Regions from separate parts of the Capra hircus genome. Here region 1 is linked to region 2. The links are chromatin contacts, called in public Hi-C maps. All regions are on one chromosome and are shown on one strand. Each heading gives the region's core, a stretch centred on a gene start, on an enhancer-like site or on the middle of the called end of the contact. The rest is flanking DNA. Distances are from core to core; before and after follow the strand shown.

Region 1 (7,064 bases), core at 179-2,678, 550 kb after region 2:
TCCAGTGAACATTGAGGGTTGATTTCCTTTAGGATTGACTGGTTTGATGTCCTTGCAGTCCAAGGGACTCTCAAGAGTCTTCTCCAGCACCACAGTTTGAAAGCATCAGTTCTTTGGTGCTCAGTCTTCTTTACGCTTCATTATAAAGATTGAATATATTATTGTTGCATCAAGTTGACTAAACTGGATATCTTCTCCCAGTTAGACTTTATAAGGTCCCACTTGATTTCTCTAAGTATGATCTGTATTAGCCGTAAACCTAATTCAGGCGGGCCAGTGCCCTTACGTCGAATCAGATGTCCCATGTTGTCTTTATCATGATGACCTACAGTGACAACAGACAAAACTCTCCTTAAATTTTGCCTTAGAGCCTCATGTGCACTTGGGTTGTTTTTTATCTTCCTAACAGGGCCCTGTTAGACTTAGGTACTTTTTTGATACTTAGTGATATGAACAGAAAGAACATCTGTTTCTGTGTTTATTTTGAGCTTAAAAGCTTATGTCATACTGATTTTATTGTCTTGGATTATCTAAGTCTTAAGTATACAGTAACTCCCACGCAAACTCATACCCTTTTTACCGCTTCTTCCTTTAAGAATGGAAGTTGTCGCATGGCGTTTCCCTCAGCTATGACAAGGAAGCCTGGCTTTGCTGCAGTCCATGGAGTTCCAAAGAGTCAGACACGACTTAATGACTAAACAAGGACTTTGTTGTTGCTATATTGTTTATCTTACTCTTTCATACTGTACTGCCTGGTCGTTACTTTCCTATTTACAGGGAAATAGGAAATTTGAAATTACATTTGAAATTACAAATATAGTTTCTCTTCTTTTAACCAGTATTTGTTCGACTTGCAAAGATGGCTCTTCCATCATTTGTAATTAAACTCAGTTCGGTAACTTACATGACATTCCTGATGTCACAAAACTAGTAGAAGCGGCAGCCTTGGGATTCAAACCCAGGTGTATGACTCCAGAGCTCGTGTGTTTATTCGCCTTGCTGCACTGCCGCTCAGTAGCAGTATAGGGTACTCCTTAAAGACCATCGCTGTCAGCACCTCTGCTTTCCCCCTTTATCCATGCATGCTGCATGTAAAAATTCTTCCAAGAAAACTTGAATTTAGATGTAACTAAATGTATTTATTCAGTATTGAGCAGTAGGCTTCCTGATATGGCTCCTATTCTTTTTTAAGGAAAATTAAAGAGAGATTAGAACATAGAATGTCTTATTTTTTTTTACTCATTTATCATTCAGTATGACCTTGCTTTAGTCTAGAGTTAAAACCTTGCAGCACTGAATTTAAAAAAAAAAAAAAATTATTTTTTTAAAAATCTCCAAGGGGAACTCATGCTAACATGCATCTAAATGATTGTCATGGTGTTAAGGTAGCAGATAATAGTGACCGCAGGGCGCCCTCTTGTGGACGATTAAAGCAGGTAGTGATAAAGTCTCAAAATCCAAATGCTTTTTCTGTGAAAAATCTCTTTCGTCTAATAACTAACTGCCGGTGATGGCTCTGCTGTGCCGTTTGTTTGACAGAGAAGAGGGTCTGGGAGTCCTGGGCATGATACTGCTCAAGGTATGTCGATTTCCAGCCTGTCTGTTTCGCTAACCTATTGCCTAGATTTCTTTTTTCAGTCCACTTTCTAGTCTGAAGGAGAAAAGCAAGAGAAAAACACGGCTTCTAAATTTACTGCTATCCCATGTTTCATTGCTGGCTCCGAGAAGCCAAGGGTGGGTGACTGGAAGTAACTCCCATGATCATTAAGTAACAAGGCTCATTTAGTTTGGGTGAAGGTTGATTAGTTTGTTTGTGGTCACACAGTGAGGTAATGTGATATTTTAAAAGAGAACCAGCAGCGCCAAGAGTTCTTAATAGTAACTTGATTAAGTCACTGAGCCCTGTCGGCTTTCTAAGCTGGACTGGAATGTAGGTAACCATGTAAACTAGAACAAGCCTAGGACTTAAATAGTCCTAGCCTGGTGGAAGCTGGGCTTTAACAAAGACACCTTTAATCTGTTGTCTGTTATGCTGTGAAATAAATAATAGCATGTCTCATGTCACAAAATAAGTTCATGAGAATATTGGCAATAGGGTCAGATTTTATGTAATGTGGTGTGTGTGGGGTGAGCTTTTTTAGTAATTGTCTGAATGGAAGTACTAGTTAAGTTCTCATGATCACCCTTCTTTAAAATATATATATATATACACGTATAATATATATATATATACACGTATAATATATATAATAATGTATATATAGTTTTTCTTCTGCATTTGTTTTTGCCCACGCCGCACATGTGGCATGCAGGATCTTAGTTCCCTGGCCAGGGATTGAACCCGTGACCCCTGCATTGGGAGCGTGCAGTCTTAATCACTGGACCACCAGGGAAATCCCTGATCACTCTTTCTTGTCCGCAGTTCCCCATGTGTCCTCTATTTTTCCATTCCTAAATGATGCTGCTCATTCAACTTGGTATCTTCTCCATAGTGGCCTCTACTTGCCTGTTTCAATATAGAAACTTTATTCTTACTTATTATAGGGAATCAGTGTGTATCTGTGTGTGGAGGAAGGATAGGGTGGGCGAAGCAAACCTGAAGAAACAAAAATTTTCCACCTTAAAATGATCTCATCATGCTTCATCCTTGATTTACAGTTACTGATTCCCTTTTATTCCATCATCCTTTGGAAGCTATCCTAGGACAGTTCTGGAAATGTCTCTTGTCATTTTCTTTTAGAAAACCTGTTCTCCACTGAACTGTGCTCCTGTGTGCTTATTCTCCTTCTGAGGGTTTGTTCTAAGGGAATCAGGGTGGGTGCCAAGATTTAGTCACAAGAATGGTTATTACAGAATTGCTGGTAAGAAATGTGAAAGTTAGGAACAGCGAAAAGATTTAGTAAATGATGATGACTTCCATACTTTATATTTGGCTAGTAAAAATGGCACATGTAAGTTCCATTCACTGACTTGAATAGATATTCATGAATTTGTAAGGTAAAGAGACTGTGAGCTATGTGGGATGAAAGAGAAACTTGATGTGTACGTGTGTATAGGAAAGAGTTTATTGAGAACTATGCTGAGGGCCAGACTATTGATAGCTGTTGTTTCTGGGCCGCTAAGCCTTCCCGTGCAGCTTGTCCCCATTCTCCAAACCAGGTTGAGGAGAGGAGAAGGCTTAGGGTAGCTCCTCCCAGAAGGGACCAGGAAAAACATACCTTTTAAAAGAAAGTGACGGTGTGCCTCAAAATAACAGGGTAGGAAGCTCCAGGGGTTGATCTCTCCATCAAAACAACCACTTTAAAGCGGGGGATGGGCAGAATTCACTATTTCAGGACTCCAGGCGCTGGCTGGACACTGCTCTTCAGCGGTTGGGCAGTGTGTTGGGCCACAGATCCGTGATCGTCACTCACCCCTCGGCCCCTCCGCCTATGGGAATGCTGTTCCGGTCATGGCTTGGTGAAGCCAGGGTGGGCAGTGGGGATCTAATCCTCCAGAAATTTGGAGTTGGGCCTTTAAGTCAGTCTGGCAGATTCCGAGGCATGGGCACTGATGTTTGCCTGGGGTTCACCCCTTTTCAGCTGCAGAGGCTTCGGCCAGCAGCATCTACCAGGAGAGTTAAGGAATCGGTACTGCTCCCACCCCCTGGCCTTTGGAACCAGACATTTAAGGAAATCTGTGTTGGGTCACCAACTGACTTCAGCGATACTGTAATAGGAGCTTCAGTGACCACACACAACAAGGAGTAAACAAAGTCAAATAGATATGCAAAGGCCAGTTTGGAAAAATCACAAAACAGTTGGCTTCAGCCCACAACAAGTAAAAATAAACAGTCCTGGAAGAGTGAGAGATTAGATTTCCAGTTCCCCAAGTATAATTCGCACCATGTCCAGTTCTCGGTGAAAAACTATAGAACATAAAGAGAAGTTGGAAACTATGACTCTTACATATGACTAAAGAACATCACAGCAGCCACCCTGAGGAAGCCCACACATGGGAACTGCTAATCAAAGAGGTTAACTCAACTGTCTTTAATGCTCAATGAGCTAAAGCAAACCAAGGGCGAGAATGAGAGGAAATCAGGAAGGCGCTGTGTGAACAAAATCCTAATCTCAGTAAATAGGAATTATAAAAAAGAACCCAACCAGTTCTGGAGCTGATAAGTATGATAACTGAAATGAGAAATTCACTAGAGGGATTTAGCAGCAGATTTGAGTGAGCAGAAGAATAAATCAGCAAACTTGAAGATAAGAACATTGAAATAATCCAGAATGAGAAACAGAAAGGAAAAGGAATGAAGAAAAATTCCTTCCACAAGAAAGCCGTGGAGGAATCCCCATGTGTACCACATGTGACTCATAGGAGGCCCAGCAGGAGAAAGAAGAGAGAGGGCAGAAAAAACTGTTTGAATGGTGGAAACCTTCCTGATGGAGACGTGGATATACACATCCAAGCTCAGTGAAGTCAAAGGAGAGTGAACATGTGGTACGCATGAGCAGTGGAGTGTTACTCAGCCATAGAAAAGATCAAAACAGTGCTGTTTGCAGATACACGGGTAGACCTAGAGACTGTCATACGGAATGAAATTAAGTCAGAAAGAGAAAAACAGATATCGTATAATATCACTTAAATGTGGAATCTAGAAAAATGGTACAGATGAGTTTATTTGCAAGGCAGAAATAGAGACAGATGTAGAGAACAAATTTATGGATGGAAGGGTGGAAGTGAGGGGATGAATTGGGAGTTTGGGATTGATAAATATATATATACACACACAGACTATTGATGCTATGTATAAAGGGCTTCCCTGGTGACTCACTAAACAATCTGTCTGCAATGTGGGAGACCCGGATTTATTTCCTGGGTCGGGAAGAACGCTTGGAGAAAGGAATGGCACCCCATTCTGGTATTCGTGCCTGGAGAATTCCACGGACAGAGGAATCTGGTGGGCTGCAGTCCACGAGGTCGCCAAGAGTCGGACAGAACTGAGTGACTTAACACACTGTGTATAAAATAGGTAACTAATGAAAACCTATTGTATAGGTCAGGGAACTCTTCTCAATATTCTGTGGTGACCTAAATGGGAAGGAAATCTAAAAAAGAAGGGATATATGTGTATATATAACTGATTCACTTTGCTGTATAGCAGAAACTAAACATAACATTGTAAAGCAACTATAATCTGATAAAAATCAGAAAACAAAACAACAAATTGTTGAAACCCAAAGACAAAGATACCTGGGGAAGCCATGGTAAAAGGACCTGAATATTTAATTCCAGAGCTGAACTAAAATGAAAGTGGGGGTTGGAATGAAAAGGGGGGAAAAGTACTCTGACAACTAACAGACATTGGAAGAGGAAAAGGGAAAGAAGAGGGGATATAGAATGTAATAATACAACATTAAAAGGTGACATCTAAGGTAGTAGACAAAACAAGTCATAGAAACGTAAGCATACTTAGTAAAACAGAGGTATTTTTTAATTGGTGGAGTTGTAGCAGTGTCCTTCAGTAGAGGATTGGATAGATAGATTATGGTCCATCCATATGGTGGAATACTTTATAGCCTCAAAATGAGGATGGTCTCTGTGTACTGATAGGGAAAGAGCTTTAAGAAAAATTTAAAGACAAGGTACAAAACAGAAGTATGATATGCTACCATTTATGTAAAAGAAGTAGAAACATGGTATATAACAGTGTTTCCATATATTTGATCCAAAAACTCAGGAAGCATACCCACAAAACTTTTCAGGTAAAAAAATGATCATTTTAGGGGAGAGTCTGGCAGTTGATTGGATTGGGAATGGGGTAGGGGTAAGGTTTTATCGCTGTGTTCTTTTCTCCCTCCCTCTTTCCCTCCTTTTGATTTTTAAAATGTGAGTGCAGTATATTTGAAAAAACGTAATGGAAAAGAAAAAATACCACTCCGTCTCCCAGTCTGGTCCTATATTAAGTCTCAGGCAAAGCTTTGAGGTAGTTTGCATTGCCATCTCTGCAAAGTCTCATGCAATTTTCTCTTCTTTCTAGAATGTAATCTTAGGTATAGGCTCCTTGCCCACTAGGTGAAGAAAATTCTTTTCACTGGATGATTTGCCATTTTGTTTGGACAGCTACTCCGGCCTTTCTTAGAGTGTATGTGAAATAATCAATAATTGCTAGAGCTGGTTCTGTCATTAAGTGAAGGTCTTGTTTCTTACCCTGTTGTAAATGTTACTTGTGGGCCTAGTCTTGCTGGAAGGCATTGGCCTCCTATGATGAGTGAGCTTCTCCCCTTGAGCTAATACCTAATATTCATGCTCAATATGGTCAAAACAGAATTCTTGATAATGAGTCCCAACTTCAGGGCTCTGTAGGAAAAAAAGGACATGAATCATGGTTAGCTTTCTGGGGTGTTTTTGGTGTTTTCTTTTTCCATTTAAGGGAAGTGAGACATCAAGAAGCTGTGACTTGTGAGAAGTCACCTAGAAAATAGGAGTAAAGGCAGAGAGAGGTCCAGCCATGGTCTCAGAGCCCTGACTCCTGGATGGTGCCAGCTGTCTTTACATTGATAGTGCAAATCCTAGCGTGTTGTTGCACGCACTTAGCACAGTGTGGATTGAACCCTTCAAAGGAGGCTCATTCGATTTTTGGACCTTATGTAATTATCCTCCTGAAGAGACTCTCCTGAGAGTCTAGGTTTACTTCAAGGATGTGTAATTTGGGAGCAGTGATCCTTCTACCAGTATCTGGATGCAAAGTGATTGCCAGTGATGAAACTGTCACCTTCTCTGTGATTTAAGATACTGAATAGAAGGGAATGCTCATAAAGTCTTGCTGATGACCTTGAACTCTTTTGGGTTACTTTTTAGAATATGTGTTTTCTGCAGCATTTTTTATAAGCTTTCTTAAATGTATTTGCTCTAATGCATTAATTATATAGCATTTCTACGTTGTTTCTGGGGTTGTATTTGTAAAATGGGGATGATAATCTTTGCCATCTTCACAGAATTGTGGTAGTTACTAAACTGGATCACAGATGTGAACGTACTCTTGTAAAACTGAAAAGTGCCTTGTAAATACAGAGTTG
Region 2 (6,825 bases), core at 4,129-6,628:
TGGACTGAAAACATCTGAGAGGGGAGAGGGCAGAAGGGAAAGGGGAAGGAAGGAAAAGCGTTAAACTCAATGATGGTCAAGATCTCAAAAACTGAATTAAGTGAACACGGGCGTGGTCGGGTGTGAGTCGCCAGAGTGAGTAGAGATTGCCATCTGGTGGGCGCGGCGGAAAACGCCACGTGTAAGGGTTTCTCCTGGAGCATCCCGGAGGGCCTGAGCCATCTGCAGGCTCCCTCGGAGAAAACCGAATAATGCAGGGTCCCAGGGTTGTCCTTCACTTGGCATTACCTTCTAGGTCCTTCGCTGCTTTATGCCCCTCCAGGACAAGAAGAGGGGCTCAAAGGGAAGGAAAATTCGACACTGTGGGAGGATACTCTGCTTCTCTTTTTGTTATATAATTTCCAAGCTCTCAGGCTACCTCAATTCATCATTTCTACTCCTCAGTTGTGGTCTGAATCCCATCCCCTATTGCCTTCTTTGGACCTCCATCTGTCCCGTATGTCCCAGCCTTCCCCTTATTTGATCCTTGTCATCATAGTTAAGAGTTTCATGCTTAAACTTCTCACCCTCCTCTCCCCTCTGGCTTGCTCACCCCTGGTTTCTCTCTTCCTCACTCACATCCTGCTGACTTCATTTCCTTGGCCTCCTGAACTCTGCAAAGTTACAGCCAGGCTCTCATCTACACATCTTCTGGGTCTGGCATAATTATTTTGACTTCCTTCCTGGTATCACTGATAAACTGGCCGTATCTTAGCAAAGGCCAACCTCTCCCCTGCACACTAAATCTCAGCTCTGCTCAGCTTCTCAAAACATCACTACCAACAGTTCTTCCTTTGCTCTCCTGCATCATCAACCCCCTCCCCCCCAATCCCACCACCCCCTCCCCCCACCGCAACCCAGTTTGGGATTGACATGTACACACTGCTGTATTTAAAAAGGATAACCAACAAGGATCTAACGTATAACAAGTACATAGAACTCTGCTCAATGTTATGTGGCAACCTGGATGGAAGGGGAGTTTGGGGGAGAATGTATACATGTATATGTGTGGCTGAGTCCCTTTGCGGTTCACCTCTGTCTTCACATCCCTCCCTCTCTCCTGCATCCTCTGTTCTCTGCATTCTGCACAGACCCCTTTCATCCCTGTGCACGTGCTCAGTGGCTAAGTCATGTCCGACTCTTCGTGACTCCATGGACTGGTCCCTGGGATTTTCCCAAGCAAAAATACTGCAGCAGGTTGCTATTTCCTTCTTCAGGGGATCTTCCCCACCCAGGGACCAAACCCACCGCTCTTGTGTCAGCACTGGCAGAGATTTCTTTACCACTGTGCCACCTCGGAAGCCCCAACATGACATTGCATTGGCCAGGAATCAGAACCCAGGCCTCCCACGTGGAAGGCAAGAATGCTACCACTGAACCAATGCCTAACTTTACTGCTACCCCCTCATGCAATTCTCTGCTAACTTTAAACTGATCTAAAGCCTCTTGTCCTTGTATCCCCAGCACCTAGAATAGTTTCTGGTGCATTACCATACACCCAGTATGTGCTGATTGGATACATGCATTTGTCTTGGACAGCTTGGGCCAAGCTGTCCGCTGTCTGCCTCGACTGGGACCTGGAGCTCTCCTCTCTCGACCTTAGTTTCAACGGTAGATCAAGAGAAGTACAAGCGGCTGCGTCTGGCTGCTTGGCTACTTGGCACACTGACAGCGGAGACCAGGCCGCCGCGCTCTGCGGTACCGCGTCCCGGAAAATGATCCAAGGAAGAACGCGCGGGCCCGGGCGGGTCGTTCCCCGGGGGCTCCGCCGCACCCTAGGGTCCCCTGCCTGCCCGCCCGTCCGGCCGGCCCCGCACTCACGCTGCGCGTTGCAGAAGTCTCAGCAAGTGCACTACCCGGGCGCGAGCGGCGGCCATGGCTGAGCCGAGTCTTCCTCCCGCGGCGACGCCCCCTCCGCCGCCGGCCAATCCCGGCCTCCGCTTCTCCTCCGCCCACCCCAGCCACAGCGCTCGGCAGCAGAACATTTTCCCACTAGTTGAAGCTACGGTTGCCCCAGCCGCAAAGTCTCATCGTCCACGTTCGAAATTGCCATACAGGGAACTGCTCCGTAGGGTTTTGGTCTGCTCCCCTGTCTAGATAAAACGCTCTATTTCACAAGGCAAGGACGTGGGGGAGGGAGAAACAAGGGCAGCGACCTCCACCCCACCCCCGCTCCTTTAAAATGCTCTTTTGCCTTAAGTCTATTTTCAGAATAAACTAACACAACTGCATTTAAATTTGTTTTGACGGTAAATAAGAACTTTGCACCCCCCCCTTTTTTTTAACAAGACTAGTTTTGTGTGCAACTGCTAGATCAAGTCACAAAACAAAAGCCAGAAAAATTCCGAAACAAAGCAAACAACAGAAAATCCCACAGTTGAGAAGAATTTAAAAGGTGTTAAATGCTCTATAAACGGTTTGGTTTGGAAGAAGCTGTTCAGGATACCATTATGTTTTCTTTTTTTAATCAACTGTTAAAACTTGCCATGGTTACATGAGAAGGGAGGGTTTACAGCACCAAGTGCTCCAGGCCCCAGTGGAAACGATGATCAGTGATGGCACAGCTCAACTTTGTCAGAAGGTATGAGAGTAAGTTGAACATCTGTGTTTTTAGTAACCTATTATGAAATCGGAATTAATCTCGTCTTCATAGCAATTTCTAGAAGTAACATATAAAAATTGGACAACAATGGAAAAATGAGACAAACTCTCAATTTCCTATCAGGTGTCTGACCAAAAAGCAAGAGTAGTGTGGCTCCCCAGAGCTATAACAACAGCAGAAAAGCCCCCCATTCTAGATCTGTATACTGTGAATCCTTTTCAGGAGGTATTTAGTTTTACAAAGATTAGTTACTGAAATCTGTTAGGGAGACATCCAGGATAACTGTAAATGTTTCACCTGCTAATTAGATCAGCTCAAGGCAATGGCACCCTACTCCAGTACTCTTGCCTGGAAAATCCCATGGAGGGAGGAGCCTGGTGGGCTGCAGTCCATGGGGTTGCTAACAGTCGCACACGACTGAGCGACTTCACTTTCACTTTCATGCATTGGAGAAGGAAATGGCAACCCACTCCAGTGTTCTTGCCTGGAGAATCCCAGGGACCGGGAAGCCTAGTGGGCTGCGTCTATGGGGTCGCACAGAGTCGGACACGACTGAAGTGACTTAGCAGCAGCAGCAGGTCAATTTGACAAATGAATCAAAAGATAGTAGTAATATTGCAAGTAAGGATTTTGTAGGTTTCTTTCTCTCTTCCCCAAACAGATCCCACTTGAAGCTTAAAAAAAAAAATCTGGGATATAAATACTGATAAAGATTTAAGTATAAAATTAGGATTAGGACTTCCCTGGTGGTCCAGTGGCCAGGATTCCACACTCCCAATACAGGGGACCTGGGTTCAATCCCTAGTCTGGGAACTAGATCCCACATACTGCAACTAAGACCCAGCACAGCCAAATAAATAAACATTAAAAAAAAAAAAACTGAGATTGAGGATTATTACCATTATTTAGTGAAGCCCAAATTTATCATTTACAGTAAATTAATGTTTTCAGTGTTGAAAAGCATCAAATTTTGTTTTTGAAAGAGACACACTTTCAGTATTATATCTGACACCGAAAGCAGGATGAGTTTTTCTAATAAAAGTGGTCTTGCTGAAATCATAATTTAACTGCTATGTTTTCTAGAAAGTAAATGAAAATAATCTGTACCCAGGTATCCAGGTCATTGGTTTTACTTAAAATGTAACCTTTCTGTTCCCACATGCTTTGATAAATACACAAACTTGTCATCAAAATAATGCAGAAACCAGCTATTAAGTCTCTCCCTTAAACCCCATCCAAAGTTTAAAGAAAGAAAAAAAAAAAAGGCTGCTTAAAAGTAAAACTCATTCCTAGTTTTCACAGATTCTTTCCCTAATTCAGATGTTCTTAAATACAACCTTTAATCTCCAGCCAGAGTTTTGGTTGTGGGAAATATATTAATTTGTCCAGTCCAACATTTACATATCATCTTCAGAGGAGGGTAAACCTGGGCCTTTAACCTCAAGCTCAATGAAGGCAGTGGCCAAATCTTGTGCATTTGGGTACTGTATCTAGAACTTAGATACAGTTCTTGGTTTACGAGAAGGTCCAAGGATGAAATTTACTTCCTCCTCTTTCCTCCTTGGTGTTGCCCCCCTTTTCTCTTGCCACTCAGGCCGGGAGGTCCGGAATTCATCTTGCCTCCCAAACCCCCTTTCCTCTTCCCTCCTTGGCTGGGCGGGCCCCCTTTCCTCTTACCCCCGGGACCCTGTCGGCCCCCCTTTCTCTTGCCCTTCTGACTCATTTTCCTCCGCTTAGCCGCCTCCTCCTGGTCCTCCTCTCTCATCTGCTTATTGGTGGCCCTCGTAATGTCCAACTGAGGCTTTTTGCTGTTCATCACTCGCAGCATCTCCAACTGGCTCTTTCTCTCGGCCGCAAAGTCCCCGAAAAGAGGCTGAAACTTCCTCTTCTTGCCAGAGCCCCTGGGAGCCTTCTCCTTGGGCAGGCGCTCCTGGAAGCGCCCCACAGAGGCAGTGGAGACCTTGGCCACCTGCATGGCGCGGCCCAGCTCCTCCTTACTCTGGTGTCCAGTAGGGTGCATGCCGGCCGCGCTGGGCAGCTGCATCTTGTGCGCGCGGGCCAGGTTACGCAGCCGGTTCAGTTCGTTCTTGGCCACCCGTTCCTTCTTAGCCTGAATCCGCTTGGCGAACTGGTCCTCCATGGGGTCGGCATTGCCCGGCACCTCGATCAGCCACTCCTTGGTGTCGTCGCGGGCGCGCTGGTAGCCCCAGCGGCGGCGCCACTGGCCGCTCACCTCGTCCCACACCAGATTGGTTTTCTTTTTGGGACGGATACCCTTGAGGCGCGCAAACTGCTGCCAGCGAGTAAGCGGCCGCGGCCTGGGCACCGGCTTCTCGCGCGGCAGACGAGTGCTGGGTTCCGGCAGCCGTGCCACCAGCGCCTCCTCCACGCGCTCGGTAGGCAGCTGCCACAGCTGGTTGATGAGCAGCTGCGTGTTGCCCCGCGCCAGGGCCCTCAGCTCGGCCTCCTGTGTGGGTCCCGCGTGCCGCAGCCGGGTCGGGGGGTTCCGGTCAGAGGCCAGCAAATTACCCAGGTCGAACTCCAGCTCCAATTCCTTCTGCACCGTGATGCGCTGTAGCTTCTCTGCCTCGTCCCGCTCCGCCTTTGCCAGCAGCTCCTCCACGCTCTGGCCCTCCATGGCTCCGGTTCGGCTCGCTACCTCTGGGAGACAGTTCCAGTAACGTCTCCTCCTACAATGGTTAAAGCCGCGGCACCACAGACACGTGCGACTTCCCGGACGCTCGACCCGGAAGAGAAAGTTCCGCTTCCGGGGCACCCGGAAGGGGCTCAAGGAGCGGGCTACCCGAGGAACGGCCGGCAGAGGGCAGTGTTAGAGAGCAGATGAGATTAGAGGCGGCCTTTGGGGTGGAGCCCGGAGGTAGGCGGAGCCGAATCTACGAATTCCGAGGCCTGATTGGGACCTTGGCTCCCAGGATGCAGCAGCGGGAGGGAGTGGTCCTGTGCGAGCTGGGCAAGTTTGGGGGCCCCGGACTAAGGGCTCCTCGGAGCGACTGTTAGTTTTAGTGTGTGTAAAAGTCAGTTCTCAAGATGTTTAGCCAGTCATTTTCACCAGAGCCCTGACACCTGTTCATGGTGTGCCCCCGGGTGTGGGCACTTCACCCGGGGATGTACAGAAAGCTAAGTGGAGACGGAGACTTGGTTTTCTTTGGGAGCGAGCGGGTCTGGCGGTTAGACCGCCCTGAAGGGGCGCGGCTGTGCCCCCATCCTGGCGACTTCAAGTCTGGTCTCCGGAGCCCGGGGCCACCTCCTCTCCTGGCTGATGGCAGAAGAGCGCGGGGCTCAGCTGTTAGACCGCCTGGATTCCGACCTTGACCGCTCTGGTGTTTGACCTTCGGCTGTGTAACTTGTTTGTGCCTATTCTTAAACCTGTAAGATGGGATTGCAAATATTACCTCCCAGGTCTGCCGTGAAGATAAATGAGTTAATATGCTCCCAAGGGAGCTTACACTGGAGTCTTGAGCATATGAGTGCTCAATAAATGTGAGCTAAATACCAGTTATTGTTTAATTCTCATCATGGCTCTGGGAACTCTGCTGAAAAGGCAGTCTTATACAGTGATTAAACACCAGGTTCTTGAATCAAGCTACCTAGAATAAGATCTGGGTTTCTTGTACCCACATTGGTCAGGTTGTTTAACTTAAGTCCTATTCATAAGTTGATGAATATGAATCATTAGTTCCTGGTACACTGTAAGCATTCAATAAGTGTTGGCTATTGTTATTCACTATATTCCACTGGTGACAGAAGCAGGCTCAGAGAAGTAAAATCACTTGTCTAAGGTTATACAGCCAGGAAGTATGGGAGCAGGAGAAATCTAAACTCTGGCTCTAAAACTACATACATATTCTCTGCAATGTCTTCCAGACTCTTGATACTCAAAAAAGTGTGGTCTGTTGACCAGCAGTACAGCAGCATCTGGGAGCTTATTAGAAATGCAGAATCTCTGGCCTTAGCCCAGATGTTATGACTCAGAACTTTTATTTTAACAAAATATCTTTATGATTAATGGAAATGAAAGGGGTTAGTTGCTCAGTGATCTCCAGAATTCTATGAACAGAGAAGCCCAGCAGGCTACAGTCCATGGGGTCTCAAAGAATTGGATTCAACTGAGCAGCTAACATTTTGACTTTCATGGCTTCCCCGGAGGCTCAGATGGTAAAGAA

Evidence for each region. Hi-C and Micro-C count contacts between places; a contact is called where the count stands out from the background.
Region 1: a Hi-C map of blood shows a contact between it and region 2, with 6 times the contacts expected there. The contact joins the enhancer-like site here to the promoter of RRS1 in region 2. A contact is called at or near these places in 2 of 5 Hi-C or Micro-C datasets (both in blood).

What each region holds. Positions count from the first base shown.
Region 1 is chr14:51,972,628-51,979,691 of ARS1.2, forward strand. All of the region lies in intron 3 of PDE7A (high affinity cAMP-specific 3',5'-cyclic phosphodiesterase 7A), which reads left to right. Among named protein-coding and RNA genes, the nearest start is that of PDE7A, 78 kb to the left of the region's middle. Within about 2 kb of position 1,429, at least 3 of the 5 cell types and tissues checked have an H3K27ac peak or open chromatin away from gene starts, as enhancers often do.
Region 2 is chr14:51,420,226-51,427,050 of ARS1.2, forward strand. It overlaps RRS1 (ribosome biogenesis regulatory protein homolog), which reads right to left and starts at 5,379. Exons shown (of 1, transcript XM_018058453.1): 1 at 3,527-5,379. The coding sequence starts at 5,279. The coding sequence ends at 4,182. ADHFE1 (hydroxyacid-oxoacid transhydrogenase, mitochondrial) reads right to left here and starts at 2,206. Exons shown (of 14, transcript XM_018058451.1): 1 at 1,861-2,206. The coding sequence starts at 2,024.